Linked DNA regions of Zea mays: region 1 is linked to region 2. The links are chromatin contacts, called in public Hi-C maps. All regions are on one chromosome and are shown on one strand. The core of a region is the stretch at or near the end of the contact, and the rest is flanking DNA. Distances in the headings are between cores, read along the strand shown.

What was found. Hi-C and Micro-C count contacts between places; a contact is called where the count stands out from the background.
Region 1: a contact with region 2 is called in a Hi-C map of leaf, with 5 times the contacts expected there. The contact joins the promoter of LOC100274476 here to the enhancer-like site in region 2. A contact is called at or near these places in 7 of 25 Hi-C or Micro-C datasets (endosperm, leaf and tassel) and 1 of 3 datasets of contacts at active chromatin or transcription factors (leaf).

Annotation. Positions count from the first base shown.
Region 1 is chr5:44,363,578-44,367,607 of Zm-B73-REFERENCE-NAM-5.0, reverse strand. It overlaps LOC100274476 (Patatin-like protein 6), which reads right to left and starts at 2,163. Exons shown (of 2, transcript NM_001148835.1): 1 at 1,186-2,163; 2 at 312-1,049. The coding sequence starts at 2,076. The coding sequence ends at 714.
Region 2 is chr5:44,244,476-44,248,591 of Zm-B73-REFERENCE-NAM-5.0, reverse strand. No RefSeq gene overlaps it. Among protein-coding and RNA genes, the nearest start is that of LOC100304255, 95 kb to the right of the region's middle. Within about 2 kb of position 2,096, at least 19 of the 20 cell types and tissues checked have an H3K27ac peak or open chromatin away from gene starts, as enhancers often do. A contact at or near this core is called in endosperm, leaf and tassel, where this site is marked.

The sequences.
Region 1 (4,030 bases), core at 914-3,413, 120 kb before region 2:
TGGCAGCTGAACCACCACACACTGAGCGTGAGCAAGCACATTCATGGCGATGACCAACGAGTCGTACGGCTTCCTGCCAGATAGTACGTACTAGTTCGTACTCCTCACGATGTTGTGTTTTCTCCTCCTCCAGCTCATCAGTCCATGGCGTGAAAAAGAGAGAGAGAAAAAATACTCCACTATCAGAATGTTCGGGAGCAAAGCCATCACCATCAGGTAAAACTCTGAAGAATCGCATCGTATCGTAGGGCCAGGACGCAGGACAAAGGAAGAAGGGCTGAGCTGTGATCAGTAAACGCCACACCGACAGTAGCATCGTCACATCGCATTGCAATATCATCCAAGCTCCGGGCACTCTACTACGTACGCACGTACATACACTGCGTTTGCAGCACACGCACACATACAGGCACATCTCCTTCCTCTAGCTACGTACACAAATCTCTGGCGCCTTCGCCGCTCGACAGCCCTCCTCGATCTTTCTTCCCGGCCGCGCCAGGCGGCCGGGACCGGGAGCGAGCGCGCAGGCGGCGCCGGCAGGCAATCAAAAGTCAAAACCCCGAGCACCGGCGCCGGCGCCGCGCTAAACTAGAAACCCAAACGAACCAATAAATAAAAAAGCTGAAAACAAAGCAAGGCCACGCTAGTTAAAGCCGAGCTGCTTCTGTCTGTCTGTTGACGGCTCGCTCGGTCGGTCGCTCGTCGTCTCGGTCTCAGGGCGACTCCGACGACGAGTTGGTGGACACGGTGATGAGCGTGGACGCCGACGACGAAGACGTCCGCGGCGTGGCGGAGGGCTTCACCAGCACCACGGGGGTCTTGCTCTCCAGTCGGCGGTGGTGCTCCCGGACCAGCTGCTCCGCCACGCCGTCCAGCCGCTCGCCGTTGGTCTGCGCCATCAGCTTCTTTCCCCTGAACAGCACCGACTCCACGCCCCGCTCCGCCAGCGCCGCCTCCGCCGTCTCGCCGGGCGCAATGCCGTTGCCCTGGATGCGGACGTAGTTGGTCGCTCTGCTCTCCCCGAACACCATCGACACGGCCTGGTCAACCTGCAAAACAAAACAATCCGCGCGCACTGTCAGTGTCAGTGTCAGTCTTGTCCATTCCATTTCGTTCCAGCTGCTGCGGCGGCGGCGGCCGCCGCCGCCCTTTTCGAGATAGAAACGGTCATCTAGGCAGGCTCACCATGTCGGCCTGGCAGGCTCCGGCGATGCGCAGGAGGCTGGAGGACGAGAGCCGGCCCAGCGAGGCTGCGGCGCGCCCGCCGAGGGACAGCACCACGAGATCTCCCGCGCCGGCGGCGAAGGGGAACTCGCGCTTGTTGTGCAGCACGTGCGTCAGCGCCACGGCGGTCGGGTTGGCCACGGCGGCCGACGCGCCGCCCCCGCCTGCCCCCGCCCCCGACGCGGCGCGCAGCCTGGTGCGCCCGTCCAGGGACGCCACCTCCGCGGGGCCCACGCCGCAAGCCGCCGCGCACACCTGCCACAGCGGGAAGTCGAACGCGTCGGCCTCCACGGCATCGGCGCGGGAGAACACGAACGGCGCCGCGGTGGCCATGTCGTAGCACGGGATCAGCAGCGGCTTGGCGGCGTCGCGCACCGTCAGGTCACCGAACACCTTCCGGAACGCGGCCTCGGGGCGCCGGAACGACATCAGGCCCCCGCCACGCCCGGACAGGACCTTCCGGTTCTTGGCCACGACGTCGCGCGCCGCCTCGGCGGGCATCCGGCACGCGAACAACGCCGCCGCGAGGAACCCGCCCGCGCCGGAGCCGGCCGCCAGGTCGAAGAAGTCCGCGACGCGCGCGGCGGGGTTGCCGGAGAGCTCCTGCAGGCGGCGCTCGAGCCGTACCAGCGCTGCGGCGGCCAGCGCGCCGCCGTCGGCACCCCCGTCGATGGACAGCACGCGGACGCGGCCCGCGGAGCACGCGCCGCCCTCCAGCGGCGACGCGCCGAATAGGAAGTTGGACTCGAGGATGGAGAAGATCTCCTGGCTGAGGCGGTCGGAGCCGCCGTTGTACGCCAGAGGGGACGGCAGCAGCGTCTGATCGAGCAGTGCGAGCGAGGCGGTGGCCATTTCCCTTGCGACGTGGAGTGAGACGGCTTCTTGTTTGCTCTGGTATCTGGTCTGTCGGCACCTGGATTGGGTCGCGGACGGAGAATGCGATTGATTGGGAAGGCAGGTGAGGCTGAGGTGAGTGTGCGGCACCGTCTTCCCGGCAGAATTTATACTGGAGCCGCGCACTCTAGCTTCCCGCCACGGCGCATGGTAGCACGCGCTCGTGCCCATTGACGCTGCTGAGCCGCGTGTCCTTTTCTGTCCTCGCTTCACCACTCAATGCTTCGGTTTTGTGGCGCGCTTGGTTTCTTTACGGACCTTTCCTCGCCTCTCCGGCTCTCCCCTTTTACCTCGCCCGGTCTTACCAGGGCGGCAGGTGGGCCATCTTGGTTCTCCTAAATTAGAGCTTAGTTACACGTACAAATAAATGAACATATGAAACATTATTTTGATGTTATATGGCACTGTAGATAAATATAGATTCTAAAATAAATGATGTTTTTCAACCATATTTTTTCTAAGGTCATCGGAAAAGCGAAAAAAGTGGAGGACAATAGTTTCCATCCAAGGGCTAGTTTGCAAATCTCTTTTTTTTTTCAAAGTATTTTCATTTTTCCAAAAAAACATGAACTAATTACATAAGTAACGGCGGGAAAGAAGAGAATTACAACACCAACATCAATAAAACAACATGGTTCAGCTACGATCCTCAGCCTAGTGCAAAGAACTAGGACAAGCACTACATTCCTAATAAACCAAGAACATAAAGGTTTGTTTAGTTAGAAGAGGGTTGAAGGGTGTTAACGGGGATTAAGGAGAAAATAGTTCATTTTCCCCAATCCCTTCTAACCTAATGGCTTGTTTGGTTGCATGTAGGTTAGAGGGGATCCAGTCGCAACATAATCCCTTTTTGAGCAAATGGTTATATTGCCCTAGATCCCCACTAATCTCCATGCAACAAAACAAGTCTTAAGGGGAATAAGCGTTTGGGTTTCCAGACTAAAGTTTAGTTCGTGCCACATTGAATGTTTGAATATCAATTACGTGTATTAAATATATGCTTAATTAGACTTAATAAATCATCTCGTTGGTTAGTCTTAATATATGTAATCATCTTTATAATTAGACTATACTCAGTACTCGTAATTGTCTTTTAAATATTCGATGTAACATGGACTAAATTTTAGTTTGGTAGAACCAAACACCCCTGCATCTAACAAGAAGATGAGTAAGTCAACATATTACTAGGAATACACAAAACAAGGTGGTGTGGTTTCTACGGTAAGCACACTCTAAAGAAAAATTAGGATTCTTCTATTGTAGCTAACTAGGACTAGAAACAATCATTTGTGGCTCTCTCCAACAATTTTCCCTACAGATCTCTCCAACTGTAATTTCTAATATATTTTACTACATCTCCTAAAAGATTCTCCTTCTACATATAGTTTGTATCCAACAATTCTCCTTATATAGCTACCATATACACTATAACTCAGTTAATTAACATGTATTTATCTTTTTTGAAAATTTAAAAATTCATACAACGTTTGTAGTACCATAATACATATTTTTATTATGGCATGGGGCCTAATTAGGGTTTAAAATGTGTTAATAATTAACATATAGAGGGATCATAATGCTCCCACTATATATACAAGAAGATTCATGTCTCTTTGTACATAGGGGGAGCTTTAGGGAGAGGTGTTGGAGACAAAATCCCCTAAACCTCCCCCTATGTTTGGTTGAGGGGGCTTTGGTGGAACTGTTGGAGTCGGTCTTACTAGGGCAACAGGCGAGCCACCTTGGTCCTCCTATATTAGGGCTGAGTTCACACATACACGTAAATGAACATACAAAACATTATTTTGATGTTATATACGCACTATAAATAAATATAGTCTAAAATAGATGATGTTATTCAACCATATTTTTTTCTAAGGTCATCTGGAAAGTGGGGGACAATAGTTCCCAC
Region 2 (4,116 bases), core at 847-3,346:
GAACTGCGGTAGCTACCCAGCAAGGAGCGAGGTACTGAGAGTGGTCGTAGCAGTACTCTCTAAAACTCTATCTAAAGCTTTAGGAGCACACTAAATCCGTAGCGGTTGCATAGACATCTTCCATGTAGGGGCATATACTCCCACCCCTAATAGTTAGTGTGTTTCTCCTTTTTCTCCCTAAAATTTTTGCTATTATAAACTACTAATTAAACATAGAATATGTATGAAATGGCTATTACAAATGCATATAGGAAAAATCTACTTTAAAATATATTAAAAATATGGTGCGTTGTGTATAGAGGGTGAGTTTAGAGGAACTACTGCGGAAGCAAGGATTTAGAAGAAATGAAAATGTTTTAAACGGTGGTTAAAAAAATAGGATTCAGAGAGATGATATATAGAGAACTAGTGTGGATAGTTTGATCGGTTCCAGCAGCGGGGCCCGGGCCGCATTTGGTGGTGATGGGCACAATCACCCCGGGGTCGGGGCATTGAGAATCGAAAAGGCCAGTGGCCAGTGGTGCGTGCGCGCACACGCTGGTCCACGCCTGTACGGCGGCTCAGGTGCGTGGGGGCACGTCGGTTATGGGAGGCGCCACAGCATGCATGCAGTACATAGAGTGGCGATGGCGAGCGCTGGGGGCGTCGTTGGGGGTGGGCTGGGCTGGGCGGGGGACGCTGGCCCCGGCGACGCCACGCGACGGAGCACCCGACGAGACGGCACGCGCTAGCTACCTAGCTGGCTGCCCCGCCCGCCCGGGTCGGCCGATCTCCGTTCCCCTGCAGCAATTCAACGCCCCGTCCCGTCCCGTCCCGTCCCTGTGGCCTGTGGGCGGGCTGCCCGTCACTCCCGGCCAGCTGCCACGACGTACGGGCGGGGGGCTAGCTGGCACGCCCGGGGACCGGACTGGAGTACGGTACGGCGGTGGCGTCGGCGCATGGATGGGGTGGGGGTGGGCCGGATGCTTCTGCTGCTTGTGGTGGCCAACCACGCATCCATTGGTTCATCCGATCCGGACACCACACCACACCTCCCCCGCCCCGCACGCACGCGGTGCGGGAGTGCGGGACTAGCCTGTGCTGCGCGTGGCGAGCGCTCAACGCCCGTGCCGCGCTGCTGGTCGCTGGTCGGTGCCGAGCTGCCTATAGGTGGTGATGACGGTGCTGCTCTAGTAGTTAGTTCTCTACTACTACTCCTAGTCTCCTAGCTCACTAGTGAATGCTGGTTGCAGATCCGTGTGGTGCGGATGCAGTACGGTACGGGCGCGGAGGGGATCTCGCGCAGTGGCTGTCGGGGCCTCGTGGGGGAGCTAGGGGAATGGGATCTCGCGCCTCGGTGCGGTACGCTCGGGTGTACGGCGGCATGTGCGGCCCTTACTCCCATGGAATCAAATCAATGTCCGTCGTCGTGTGCTCTGGCACCGAGCGCCGCGTCCAGTAGCGTCGTCGTCTCGTACGCCTTGGCCTACGCCAGCTACGCGCGGTCACCACGCACGGGAACGGGAAGCAGTGCATGTACCTTTGGCTAGCTAGTAGTAGGCATCTACCCACGCCATGCATTCTCCGCGCCGCCGTCTGCTGCCCTAGCTCGTCTCCTCTGCTCACAGTCACCGGAATGCATGGCGTCACCGCCACGCAAGCCATACGGAGCAGCGACGGTCGATTTCATCAACGACACGACGGAGCGATGACCGCAACAAAGCACGGTCGGTCGGTCGGGGTCCTGAGCGCGTGCGTGCGCGCGCAAGCGCAAGCGCAAGCTGGCCGGCGGATCAGGAAATTTCGGAGCGGACAGGGACGGGTTGGCCAGTCGACAGGGGGCCTCCATGCACAAGCGATTGTGCGGCCGTGGTTCGCTGGCGGTGGCGGTGCCCGGCGCCCGCCCGCTGGGCGATCGATCGATCGATCGCCCTACCACTTCTTTGTGCCGCTGTTGGTTGTGTCACGTCCTCATGGCCGGTTGGCCGGGCCCCGGTCCTGGCTCATCCTGCGTCCAAGTGCAAGCCGCGAGTAAAGTAACTGTGTCCTGGCCCTGGCTACCACTTTGTGCCGCTGTGTTGCCTAGTGACCGAGCTCGCCCAGCGGGGAGAACAGAACTGTGTCTTGTGCGTGCGGCCAGCTGTGTGGCGCGCTGTGGCGTACGTCGCTCTCCCGCGCCCTGTGCACGTGTGTGCGCGCGCGCGCGTAACCACCTTTTTCTCGTTCTCGGCAACAGCCCGGCACTGCAAATCAGCAGGCGATCACCGCCCACACAGCTGATGCCGATCGAGCGCTCTGGGCGGCGACGCGCGCTGTTGCGCTCGCTGTTCGTCTCCGACAAAGAAAAGGTGGCGTCGGTGTTGGCTGGTCATGGTTAATCATGTCACGTTGTAGTATTTGGTTCCCGAGACAGTTGGAATAGAGCGGCTCTGTTTCAGAGTGGCTCCGTCCGAATTTTTTAGCAAGCTAAATTATTCAATATTTGGATATAATATTTCTGGTTTAAAGTTACTCTGTTTGTTTTATATGGAATCAATTCGAACATTAATTAATTAGAAATAGTGTTGTTCCATTCCATCCCACCATGCTTTAGAACCCAACACTACCTTAATTTTCTTGACGCACCCATCCCCTCGTCTCCAGTTTTTTTTTATTTATTTCGAGTAATCCTCGTCTCCCTCTGCCAATTGTTTGTGTTTGACGTTGATGGTTTCTGGACTTACAGTGAGTTGCGCCTTTAAAAGGTATTAATAAGCATAATATATCTTGATGGTCCGGCCCATTATGTTTTTGAAATGTTGTGGGGTTCAGCCCATGGGTCGATAGGAACTCGGCAGATGCATGGATGGCACTGGAAGGACGAGGATAGGCCTGCCTGCACAACTTGCTTCTCCAACTATCTTTCTGAAATTTACCCTACAAATCATCATTTTAAAAGTCATGAGCAAATTAATTCCTATATCTTTATACTTTTTTAACACTTTTTCTATATTTTATAGACACCCTTGGAAGTCACCCTCGCTCTTTATTTTTAGCTAACGAGAAATCTAAAATATAAACCACCTATATATATATATATATTCTATTTTAAACCTCTAGAGCTAGTTGTTAGTCAACTTATGAGTTATTAGCCGGTTTTAGTTGAGGTAGAGCAGCTAACAACTAATGACTATTTAGGGTATAGCTAACAATTAGTTAGTCAATTAGCTCACATGTTCTAAACATTTTAGCTGCTAATTATCTGCTTTAGAGATTTAATTAAAGACATTGTTGGATAGATTTTTTAGTAAAGTCTCTCTTTCTACAAATCACTTGTAGGAAGAATATATGTTTTTGAAGTTGTTCTAAGCCTTTCTTAATGGCAGTTAAATCCGTACATCTCATTTCTTTTAACCCTCGATCCACAAGCATTTCAAATTCTTAAACATATATAAATTTAGATACGTTAATTTTTTTATTCAATGTTTTTTATTCTTTATGTTGTTTTTCTTTTTTAAGCCACCTCAAAAGATAAAATTGTCCCTACAAGGCTTATTTTGGTTGACACCAATTAAAAGCGAAAGTTTGTGGTAAGCGGAAAACACATGTTTAGATAAAAGATGAAACGAGCTAAGTGATATTTTTATATTCATAACCATTTTAAATTTGATTTCTTTGGAGATAGCGGCGGATGGTGAGGGGACATTGGCATAAATTCATCATTGTCATTGTAGTCCTCAACTGTCATATTAGGGGTGGATGTTGAGGGGGTATTGGCATAAAATCATCGTCGTCATTGTAGTCCTCGGCTATCATATTAGGGGGTGGATGGCGAGGGTCATTGGCATAATTATCGTCATCATTTTTGTCATCAGTTGTCACATTGGGGGTTGGATGTTAAGGGCATTGGCATAAAATCATCATCAACATTATAGTCCTCAGCTGTCATATTAGGGGTGGAAGGCGAGGGGGCAATGGCGTAGAATCAATGTCATCATTGTAGTCAGTTGTCACATTAGTGTTGTTGTGTATATTTTTGTTTCCTCTAGATGAGCTCGCTACAATGCCCGCTTTTTTCGTATCCACCCATGATCTCCCATGAAAAGGTCACCACAATGGCCGACGATGTTTTCTTCTACCATGTAGCACACCACCACC